Linked DNA regions of Gossypium hirsutum: all the other regions are linked to region 2. A link is a contact called in public Hi-C data. All regions are on one chromosome and are shown on one strand. The core of a region is the stretch at or near the end of the contact, and the rest is flanking DNA. Distances in the headings are between cores, read along the strand shown.

Region 1 (3,912 bases), core at 261-2,760, 190 kb after region 2:
CCTATGGAACTACTTGTGGAGGCATTTATACCCAGAATAAGCCATGGCACAAGAGACATCACAGTGGAAATCACCAAATATGGGATCCTTTTTTTCCCTTTAATCGGAATGCAGTCGGACAAAATCCTGCATGTGGAAACAGAGTAAGGCTCCAATAAACAATCAAGAGATACAATAATGCTAAAAGGACAATTTTCTTGTCATCATATATTTTTCAGCCAAATAGTTTTCATCACATTATATTAGGGCTTTAGTAAGGACTACATCATAATTAACATCCTTTACAACATATTTCATGGTCATTATTCCATTACCAATCATGTTCCAGAAAGATATTTTCCCTGAAAACATGCTTTTCCTATGCTTATACTTTCATGCTAAAGATTGGTTTATCAGAAAACACCAAACTGATATTATCCAGATTCTTTAGAACCTCAATATGTCTTTTTTTCTAATAAATAAATCTACCACAATAATGTCATTCCATGACAACAAGAGTACTAAGCACCACAATGACGCGTACCCGTATATAGGTTTTATGCTCCATGGGAAAAATGATACTGAAAACACAAATTGGGAAGCCGAAGGTGACAACTTAAGCCTATCTTTCAACTGGTAAGAAACTGCTGTCCATACGAATGATCTGAAACCCTGCACTCATACATCGTGAAGTTACTTTAAATCCAAACTCAAATTAAAATAAAAGGGGACAAAAGGTAACATACATAGGAATTACAAGAGCATAGAGATAGGAACTATTGGAAACCCGGAACAAAAATGAGATTGCTAGCTTATGCAACAGATGCTTCAGGGAAATCTTGAATCACACTTAATTCATCTTAGCTGCCTTAGGGAAATCTAAGCAGAAAAAATGGGTGATGTTTCTAAACTAAAACTCATTTAGCTTTAAGCATGAAACTAAAGAAAAGCTTCTCAATTATGTCGTCTGAGGCTTGACAAAGATCTCATTCATAATTCAGCATCAATCAAACGTAAATCACGAGGTTCTATTTGGCTTAACAAAATTATTGCTTTCAATTACCTAAACGAGCATATTTTCCTTCAACGAGAAAACAAATAAAATATTAACCCAAACTGTCATTTACAAATTCATATGATATCCAAATCCAAAGTTATATAACATCGACAATTAAAAAGAAGAAAAGAAAATCAAAACTTTAAATGCAAATTTTTAGTTTTTCAACAAAACCCAATACGAAATCAACAAAGAGAAACCACAAAACCAAAGCAATGGAATTTCACATAATTAAGAAGTCTATGAATCAAAGTAAGAGGGAAAAAAGAAGAAGAAAGAAATGGGGGAACCTGGGTGAAGTAAATCAAACAAACAAGCCATAAAAACGCCAAACCAAATGCCGTTTTGAGCTGCTTTATACATTGTATCATCTTTCAGAAACAAAACAAACAAATATGAAAGAAAAAGGAAAAAAGAACTTATAAATTTCTCTTGGATCGGTTTCTGGATCGTCAAAAATCGTTTTGTTGGGGGGCGGGTGTTAATTTTCAGTTATGGAATAAAATGGTGAACACGTACATGGTCCAACTAGGTCTCGCCACGTAAGCTATCTGGTCCCGCCCACAGCACCAGTCAAGGTCTCCTCCCTTGCCTTCTGTGTTGACTTTGACTTTTTGATCAAAATTTACCTTAAAATAAAGGGATAATGTAAATTATAGCTCCTGAACTTGGCAAGTAAATTCACTTTGGCCCCTAAATTTGATAACTATGTTCACTTTGGTACTTGGTACTTGTTTTGTTCACTTTGATATTTGAACTTGACAACTAGGTTCATTTTAATCTCAGAACTTGTCTAAAAAGTTAGATATGTGGCACTCTAAGATTCTGTTACATCATCACTTGAAAAAAAATTAGAAGATTATGTGGTACAATCTCAGAATGTCATATTCAATATTTTAGTGACTGAACCGATCGTTGAACATGTTAGACCACTAGCTCTTGATCCAACTAGTTCGATCAGTTCAATTTTCGGACCAACAATAAATAAATAAATAAATAATCATAAAAATCTAAAAAGCCAAGTAAAATTGATTTTATTTTATTTTTTAAAATTTTTATGATTTTTTAATTATTTATTTAATTATCGTTGGTCCGACGGTTGAACCAATCGAATTGGTTGAATCAAGAACTAGTAGCCTAACATGTTCAACCACCAGTTCGGTTATTAAAATACTGAATATTACACTTTAAGATTGTACCACATCATCATCTAAAAATTTTTTATTTTTCAAACTCAGAGTGTCACATCATCAAACATTTAGAATTTTCAAATTCAGGCATTAAAATGGATCTAGTTGTCTAGTTCAAGTGCCAAAATGAGCAGAAAAAGTACATGTACCAAAATGAACCTAGTTGTCAAGTTTAAAGGCCAATGTCGACCTACTTGCAAAGTTTAAGGGCCAAAAGCTACATTATCCCAATATGGATCTACATGATAAGTTCAGAGGCCAAAATTTACATTATCCCTAAAATAAAAAGGGAAAAAACCCAAAATAAAATTTATCAAATAAATTTCAATTGGTTAGGTGATTTTATCTAGACCTGCTCATAGGCCGGGTCACCAGCCCAAGCTCAAAGGCCCGTTCGAAAAATGAGAGAGTTTGGACGAAAATACGAGGCTCGTAAAATAGGCTTGGGTAAAATTTAAGACTCGTTTTCTATATAGGTCGAGCATTGGGCAAGATTCTTTTAGCCTGAGCCCGGTGTTGGGGATCGACTCGTTTAAACAATGAGAAAGAAGGAATAGAGAAAATTGTGCACACAAATTTACGTGGAAAAACTCCTCCAATCAAGAGGATAAAAAATCACGAGAGCAAATGAGTCTTCACTAATGAGCAAACAAACGAAGAGTACAAGATGGAGAAATTTAAAACAAACCCTAACCCCGAATACAAAGCTCTCTCTGGCTAAAAACACAAAATTCCCTTAAAGGTCTCTAAAACTCTCTCTTAATTTTCTCTCTAATGTTGTGTTATTATCCTCTTTTTCTAAGGCTTCTAAGGCCCTTTAAATAGGCTAATATTAGAGTTCTATTATGACTATAATATCTCTAGTATAATAAAAGTTTAACTAGGAAAACTATAACACCCTACATCCGACCCATTCACCAAATTTAGGTATGGAGCGTCACAATTAAAACAAATCAGACGGAAGAATAAATTTAAAATTCTAAAACCTTAAGTTTGACGAATCACCCCACAAACTATAACATAAATCGGAAAGATAAAATGTGCTAACATTCATATAGAAGTTCAAAATCCATTCATAACTTATTATCGTAGCATAAGTTAAATAGGAACATGGGCATTGTTACTGAACTGTGAACAGGGTGTGCCATACTTGTGTGAAGGCTAGTTCACAAGCACTTACAATCAGATAGGTTAGTAAAAACTTAGGATTTCAGAAACACAATCTTATTCACTTGTTTATTCCTGTTGGATAAGTGGGTCTCCTTATAAGCCTCAAAATGACTCAATGAGTCCTTAACATGTCCCATAAGTATAGTGCAAGGCTAACACTCTCCAACACACCAACATCTCCCATTGAATAAAGCTTAGCTCGACATTCCATTATCTCTCCAACCTGTCCTAGGGCCTCAATGCCCAAAACATAAAGCATAAAGGTGAGTACTCACAATCCTGTGACATGTCATTATATCCAACAAGCTCAGAAGGTTATCTTGTCAAAACATTTAATTAACACGAAGCTAGCAAATCACAAGGAGCTCGCAAAAAATAAAATAATATAAAACTCTCATATCATTGTTTCATAAAAAAACTTATTTGAATACATTCATTAAACAAAGTTATTGAAAAGACTTACTCTCGGAACTTATGTTAAAACCCTAAGCTCTTGATTAACATTATGGCTCGCAC
Region 2 (4,163 bases), core at 238-2,737:
ATCGATTCTCATTCCTTCTTTACAGGATGGTAAAATCAACTACGAGGAGTTCCGTGACATGATGAGAAGTGGAACCCAGCATGGGCAACTCTTTTAGATTTTCAAGACCAGAATTGCAGCAAAAAACAATAGCTGGCTTTAAGAGATACCTTTTGGAGGTTTCCATCACATAAGTGTGGGTTTTTTTTTTTTGGGGGGGGGGTTCCTTTTTCTTCATTTTGAGTGTAATATATTGCATATATTCAATCGGATTTTGAGAGGTGAGGTTGTTTTAAGCTTAGAAGTTTTGCTTATATGATTTTTTTTTTCTTGTTTCTTCAGCTCTGGTTTTCGCCAGAGCGTTGAACTAAAAACCTCATAGGATACCTGGTAGTTCACATACTGTACATTTGTTTTATATGCATACTATTGAATTCCCACCATCTCCGGTTATGGATATTTAGATATGAAAAGAAAAATAAGGATATTTGTGCGAGGCAAAGATTGAAAGCAAATAAATGATCCATTATTTATTATAAATGAAACTGAAACTCCAACATCATATTCCATTAGGGTTCTTCCCACACACCAGAGGTATTAAAATCAAAAGACAAGACGGCCCAAAAAGCACTCAAAAACCATGAATCTTGATTTGCTCTTTCTTCACTATTCCAGCATTAACAAGGAAGTGTGCTACTTTCTTCCGCTGATCACCTTGTAATTGAATGATTTTGCCCAGCTCTTTGTCGTGCACAACATTCCCGTTACAGCAGAACTTTTTCAGAGACTTAAGGATCTTATCGGAACTCAGTTCTTGTTTCAGACCTTCAACAGTTGTCAAGCTTTTCCTGCCATTCCTCTGTTGGATTCGGATATGAACATAGTCTTTGGTTCCGGTTCTTCCGAATTCCTCGGCCTCAGCAAAAGGATCAAAAGTAGTTGGGATTTGAATGTCTAACTCAACCATGTACTTCGTTAAATAAGAACTTTGATTGATCTGGACTTGCTTGTCTTGTTCCTCGAGCTAGTGTTCTGCATCAACATACCTTAAACTGTTAGAACATCAGCAAGTATTATACTTGTTAAGAACCAACCAACTTAGATACAAACACAGGTCTAAACAACGGCATAAAGTGGTTCATCTTGCAAAAGAGAAGAACACCAAGTTTTGCAATGAACAAAGCAAAGACAAAAACATCCAGAAGAAACCATTAATCCAATCCTTAGATAACAAGACAAGACATGCTAAAAGAATTCCCAGAGACGAAAACAAGAAAAAGGGGCATTGGATTAGAAACCGAACCTTGAGGGAGAACTAGGAGAGTTGTTGGAATTGATAGAATGAGGAAAGAAGAGAAAGGAAGAGGGTGTTTATATAGGAAGGTGAAAGACGGTTAAAGCCGGCGGCGTATGGTGGTTAAGGATATGTACGTAGGTGATTGGAGAAATAAATAACCCCAGCTGGAGTCTAATGGAAGCTGATCCATCATTTGAGAAGACTCTGGAAAACCAAAGAAAAAATTTATGGTCTTAATTTAAATATAATGGGATTTTTTCAGGAAAAAAGATAAACTAGAAAGGGGAGATTAAAAAAGTTAGGGTGTATAATGCGCCATTTTAGAGAGAGGAAAAAGAAGAAAGTAAAAAAAAAATATTATATATATCTATATTATTATTTAAATAATTAATATCACGAGTTAATTAAACATTAATCTAATTAGTGCAATTACAAATATATATATTTTAGTTAAAATAAGTTATATTAAAAATATACTCATGGTGATATTTAAAACTATGCCAATTGCATTAGTAATACTTTAAATTTATTATTTAACCAAAGCTTCATTTTAATATTTTTTATAGATTTTAATTTTATTATGTACACTTTTTTACTTGTATATTTTAATAAAATTATTGATTGAGTTGGTCCCACAAGTTAAAATACATGCTTGTGTTCTAAATATGCAGTTTCCACACGCATATGTATGTGGTAAAATTTTTAATTTTTTTAATATTTTCCTATACTTATAGGACACTTGTCAACCCTCTAATTTTACTTGTAGAGTCTAAAAACTCCACTGACAGTATACCTTTCGATCACAAAAACGTCTTCTAAAATTTTTCTATATCTCTTATTTGATTTACAATAGCCAACACCATTGAATAATATCCGAAATTGACTTGAATTCCTTCATTCGCAAAGTTTCAAACTCACCTCATAATACTTGGAGTCAAACCTTCTTCACTTTGTCAAATTTTTGGAGAGTACTTTGCAAAATCTCCCAAGCTTCTTTTGTAGTGGTAGCATTAGCAACTTTTTACCAACACCGAATCATCCAAATATTGATGGATAAGAGTGAGGACTTGTTGATCCTTCTTCCTTATTTTTGCCAAAGCATCCTTTTCATGTTGCGATAACGATGCCTCATTTTAGGAAGCTTCATAACCATTTTGTATTATCTCCTAAACACCTTGTGAGCCAAGTAGAACTTTCATATAGATGCATCAATTTTCATAGTTGTCTTTTGTAAGATAAGGAAGGCATCTCTTCTCACTAAGATTTTGGTAAAGGAAGAGAGAAACAATTTTAGGGAGAGGAATTTTGAAACTCACTTCTATTATGAATTTCTTTTTTTAGTTTGGCTTTCTAGATGTAGATGATGATATCTATTCAGATGGATTCGTATAATTCTTATATATATTGTACAATGAAGTACCACATGAGTGAATATATAGGAATCCAAATCTGTCGAACCACTCATATTATGATCTTCTACATCCTAGGTCTTCCCGTTCCGTCACCTGGCTTATGTTCTTCATGTAGCATTCTGACAGAATGATTCCATGAAATTACGTCAATACTTCCACATATTATAAGTAATGTAGGAGACATCTCTATTTTTCTCCTAAAGAATTTTTAAAATTACTTCTGCTTAGTTTTCAATTCATCCTTTTAGTTACAACACACTTCACCTATTTATAGAATCACACCAACTAATAACATGTGAATACAAGTAACACAATTCTTATTCATATCTGTAAAATAAGATAGGATCACACATATAATATACAATATCCAAATCCATATCTAAACCCAACTAATAATATACCCACACATATAAGAAAATAAGCAAACATAATCTAAAAATTTCAAATTACAATATCCAGCGATTCTTGAAAGACGGGCCAGTTGGTGCTACTTCTGAGGAACTCACCTTTGCAAAGTGGAAGCTCCGGATACAAGTCTCCTCACAGCATTTATAGTCTTTTTGCTACTGTTGGAGTGTTGGACTTTGAGCCACAACGGAATAGAGTTCAAGGCTGAGATGTAGGTGTCAAAGTTGGATTGAATGGAGTTCTGGTATCAATGTGGTCATTGGAGGGGTGTACTCTTTCATTTCTTGTTTGCTTTAATTAAAAATATTTTCCCAATAAACTTGGGTGTCGGCTTTGCAAAAATGACCCGTGATTGATGATCAGATTTTTAACCTTTTATGGCCGCCATAATCCTCTCCAAACAATGAATCTACCATCTGCAAAATCTTATCAAAGAAAACTTTGACATAAATGTGGCAAAAGCCAAAGAATATTTTCTTTCTTATTCTTGAAGAAAAAGTTCGAAAAAATTGTCATTGGTTCCTTCAGATTTCTTTCACCATTTCCATTTGTCTTTTTTGATTTAGCAATTTGGGATTTCGCCAAATTCTTTGTATGATGGCTCAGTTTGTGTTGGATTGCCAATTATAATTTCCTTTTCAATTTGACAATTTATTTTTTCTTTTAGAATGGTGTCTTTTCCAATCATTTCTTAAGCGGGTCTTTTACTAAAATAATATAAAAGAAATAAAAAAATATTAAAATAATATATAAAAAATTATTTATCAAAATAATACAAAAAAAAGACGGCTAAAGGAGGGTAATGGAATGGCGGCACCGGTGGTGCCATTCTCATTGATGGCATCGGTGGTGCTATTCCCATTGGCGACATAAGACTAAAATGTAACTATCTGCAGTTTCAAGGACCTGACATGTAAATTTACCATTTTGAATTTTGAAAGTGAATTGGTGCCGCATGTGGGTGTATCAGCGCCAAAGCTGAAACTTGGCTAATTGTCTTCTAAGCCCTCCTTATTTATTATTTTCTTTTTATTCCCCTTCAACTCACTTTTTTATTTAATAAATAA
Region 3 (4,004 bases), core at 427-2,926, 150 kb before region 2:
CCAAACATGTAGACCTAAACCTTCACTTTGTGAGGGAAAAGGTTCTGAGAAACCGGCTATAGGTGAATTATGTGCCAGCAGCAGCTCAAATTGCTGATATTCTAACAAAAGCGTTACCTGCATCGCTTTTCACTGAGCTGAGGAGCAAGTTAAACGTAATTTCCATTCAAGATGCAGAGAAGTTATTGATCATGGAGGGTAAGGAAATAAGAAAGCAAGGGGAATGTTGAACAATATCAAAATAGTTTGGATGAGTTAGTTTGTTGAAGAAGTTGTTAAGCATCTGAGTCAGTTTCTTGAGCTCTTTGCTTAGTTTCTTTATTAGTCTATAAAATCGTGCTTTGTATACATTGGAAGAGTAATTTTTTATGATGCAATACATAAACCAAGTTTTCTTTTATCTTCTACTGTTATCTGTCTTTGGTTGTTATCTTCCTTGCTGCCAACTTTGCTTGTTATCTCCGGTGTCTTCCTTACAGCTGTCACCGAAATATTGTCTATTTTACACCGGTGAACATTTTTTATTTATCCAAATGCCCTGAATTTCTTAACCACGCTCTACCTATAAAAAAATTGAAGATGATATATTCTAATACAATATAAAAGGATAAAAGAATAAAAGGTCACTTGACGTAAACCTTTACAAAGTCTAAACATCTATGTAGGGCTACTGTTAAACAATACTTGATAAGACATTGTATTGATACATTAATGGATGATCTGCCTCTACTTCTAATTAAAACCCATCTAACTCGATCATATTCTTTATGCATATCCACTTTCAATACTACGAGAATACTTTGCCTATTGCGTTTACCTCAAATCGTATGAATGATTTTAATGCCCAACATAATCTTGTCCATAATATTCCACCCTTAAATAAAAAGCATTCTCATAGAATGTTATCAAATCCAACACTTTGGTGCATTGTAACTTATCCCACTTTGTTGCAATTAACTTTTAGGTATTTGGGGATGTTTGATTCAAAGAATGTAAGATTACATTTCGTAATATAAAATTATCAGTGATATGTTACTTCATTCGACTAGAATGTAACACTCAGATATTTAGTTGACAGAATGTAAGATAATCTAAAAACACATTTTATTAAATTGTTCTTGTTATATATATTTTTAACAACTTTAATTCCTTTAATATTTTTTAGTCTCAATTTTCATATAATTATAATAAATCATTACAATTCTTACTTTTTATTACAATTCATATATTAGTAAGTAAATATATGATGATGAAGAAAATTATAAATTATAATTATAATAATTCATGAAAAGTGATTACATCACCAACCATAATTAATATACTAATAAATAAATTATTAGAGTAAATATAATAATTTTAATTTTAAAGTATGATATCTATTGCTTTACTGATAAGAAAAAATAAGATACTTTTGTTTTTAATTCGTCTTAATTTTTTTTGAGAAAAAAAACTTAATTTGATTATAATAATAAATAAAAAATTGGTCAAAACTTTAAAATTAAGTTCGTAATTTAAGAAAATTTAAAAGAAATGGGTCATATTATATATTATGACTATTTGAGAAGGTAAGATTAGAAGATAACTAAAATATTAATAATTCAAATAATATAATCGTAATATTATGAACTATAATGTAAGATTCAATCAACTAAATATATCTTAAATTGAGCTTAAGATCACCGTAAAAATATATTTCACTATTTGCATGAATTTAAGGGGGCGTTTGGTTGGGGGAATAGGCATGCATTCCCCCTATTTAGCGGGCCCACCACCAAACGGGCGTTTGGTTGCCCGTAATGCTATTACGTCCCGATTCGGTTATGTGGCTGTTACCTCCATTGGCTGTAATAGCCATTCCCCTCGTGAAGCGGCGATTAGGGATTCCGCCCTTGTTTCCTATTTTCTATTCCATTCTCTGCCCTCATCTACCTTCCATTCCATCGATTCTCCGACGTTTCCCTTCCACAGGTAATTTCCCTTTCCCTTCCATCGATTTCTGCTTCTCTTATGATTTCTGCTTCTTCTTATGATTTCTATTTTCTGGTCCAAATCTTTTCTATTGCATGTTCGATTGAAAAGATGAAAAATTTTCTTGTTTGATTTCCTTGTTAACCCCTTGGCTGATAAAAAAAGATCAGATTTCTTTGTTTTTGTGCCCTAGATTAATCTATTCATTTCCACAGTCATGAAATACTGGTAATGCCCCTTAGATAGTAAACTAAGCATACAAACAGATAGAGACTAAAGAGAGTAATTACCACTCCTAACTCATCTGGATACAACCTACGATTTGAGATCCGATTTTCCCTTCCAATTTTGGCATGTTTCCCTTCCATTTTGCAAGGTAATTTTTTTCCCTTCCATTGATTTCTGCTTCTTCTCGTAGGTTTCTTTTCTTCTCTTTACGTTTCTTTTCTTTTCTCCATTTTATCAAGAACAAAACTTTGCTCGCACTCTTTCCCTATTTTTCTTTTCTTTTCTTTTCTGTAAAATCGATTTCGTTTTTCTTGAAATTTGTATTTCTTGAAATTTGTTGGAGTTCTATTTATTTGCATTTCTTGGAATTTGTTGAAATTTGTTGAAATTTGCATTTCTTGTTGAGTTCTGTTTATTTGCATTTCTTGAAATTTGTTGGAGTTCATGTTTTGGTTTTTGTATTAAGTTGGATTGTTTAAAACCTTGCTGGCTTTTGAGTCGAGAAAAGGCCTTGAATTGTAGTGCTCATGGAGCATTCTGGCTAAATCCTGGAAAACCAGTGGATTTACAACTGATGATGCGATGTGGTAGATGTTAATATCTGGTTTTCGGGTCATTCCATGTCATTCCATATCTGGTTTTGGGGTCATTCTGGCTAAATGGTGACCTTTGCCTTCAGTTAGGTTCTTCAATAACTTGAAAGAGATTCAAGGCAAAATCTCTTATACTGTATTTACTTCTTGTGTTTCAATAATTAGAAACCTCAAATGGAAGCCAAAATTTAAGAGATAGGATACTTTGATTGTGACAAGAAATGAAAGAAAAACAAAAATAAAATTTTTAGTGATTTAAGAAATTTTTTATAGGTGAAATTTCATTGAACTGATAAGTATATGTGCTGGTCTATTCATTTATAAAACTAGGATGTCTTACTTTTCGATCCTATTGAACTTAAACTTATCTTTAGCTTTTGTTCTTATTTTCTGCACAAATTAGGTGGTTAATGAGGAGGTGAAGCTTTTTTGTTAAAGAGAATAAGAAATAATTTCAATTTCCTGAAATGAAGGATATACCAATTTATGTTTACTAAATTTCTTTGAAAGTACAGCCTTTTATCTATGCCTGCATGTCAATTTGTCTGTATTATTTGTTTCTGATCATCCAAGTTAACCATTTATTGTTTTGTGCAGCTAAATCAGCTGATGTAGAGAAGGAGATGGAACAAGTAAACATTAAACCAAGTCTTGATGTCCGCCTTAGTGATTTGAAGCTTGTTTTAGGACTAGAACTGAGGATAGTTTATCCTTTGATTCTAAACTTTGTTGTTAGTGGGGAACTCGAGTTGAATGGCCAAGCTCATCCCAAATGGATTAAACCCAAGGGCATTTTAACATTTGAGAATGGTGATGTGAATCTTGTGGCAACTCAAGTAAGATCTCCTATGCGTTCTACATTACTCTTCTACATTAACATTTAATGAATATGATAATCAAATAATTTCTTATTTTTGCTTTACACAATGAATTAGCCTGTGTGTTAAGGAAGGATAAAGTTAGACCATTCAGAAACTGAAATATCTTTCTTCCCCATGCTGTGCAAATTTGCTTGATATGGAATGAGAAAGTTGAATCTATCATATAGTTTACTTTTTGCCAATTGTGCTCCATCAGTCTAACAACGTAGTTGTCCAGTGTAGTAGGGAATGCATAAGGTTGGCCTGCATAAGCCAGATGGAGGCTAGTGTATGCCCCACAAATCCCTAGTCTGCTCTCTGTTGATCCTACGGCCGATCCTCTCAAATCTTTAGC

Evidence for each region. A called contact is a pair of places that touch in the nucleus more often than the background predicts.
Region 1: a Hi-C map of leaf shows a contact between it and region 2, with 2.3 times the contacts expected there. The contact joins the promoter of LOC107920078 here to the promoter of LOC107920042 in region 2. A contact is called at or near these places in 4 of 34 Hi-C or Micro-C datasets (callus and leaf).
Region 3: a contact with region 2 is called in a Hi-C map of leaf, with 2.6 times the contacts expected there. The contact joins the promoter of LOC107918367 here to the promoter of LOC107920042 in region 2. A contact is called at or near these places in 2 of 34 Hi-C or Micro-C datasets (anther and leaf).

The regions. Positions count from the first base shown.
Region 1 is chrD13:50,226,987-50,230,898 of Gossypium_hirsutum_v2.1, forward strand. LOC107920078 (probable folate-biopterin transporter 4) reads right to left here and starts at 1,511. Exons shown (of 7, transcript XM_041109050.1): 1 at 1,327-1,511; 2 at 524-651; 3 at 1-126. The coding sequence starts at 1,407.
Region 2 is chrD13:50,033,710-50,037,872 of Gossypium_hirsutum_v2.1, forward strand. LOC107920042 (protein translation factor SUI1 homolog) reads right to left here and starts at 1,488. Exons shown (of 2, transcript XM_016849540.2): 1 at 1,283-1,488; 2 at 484-1,011. The coding sequence starts at 946. The coding sequence ends at 611. LOC121225104 (calcium-dependent protein kinase 2) reads left to right here. Exons shown (of 8, transcript XM_041109040.1): 8 at 26-481. The coding sequence ends at 97.
Region 3 is chrD13:49,880,346-49,884,349 of Gossypium_hirsutum_v2.1, forward strand. LOC107918367 (protein TIC236, chloroplastic) reads left to right here and starts at 1,677. Exons shown (of 2, transcript XR_005922956.1): 1 at 1,677-2,344; 2 at 3,387-4,004.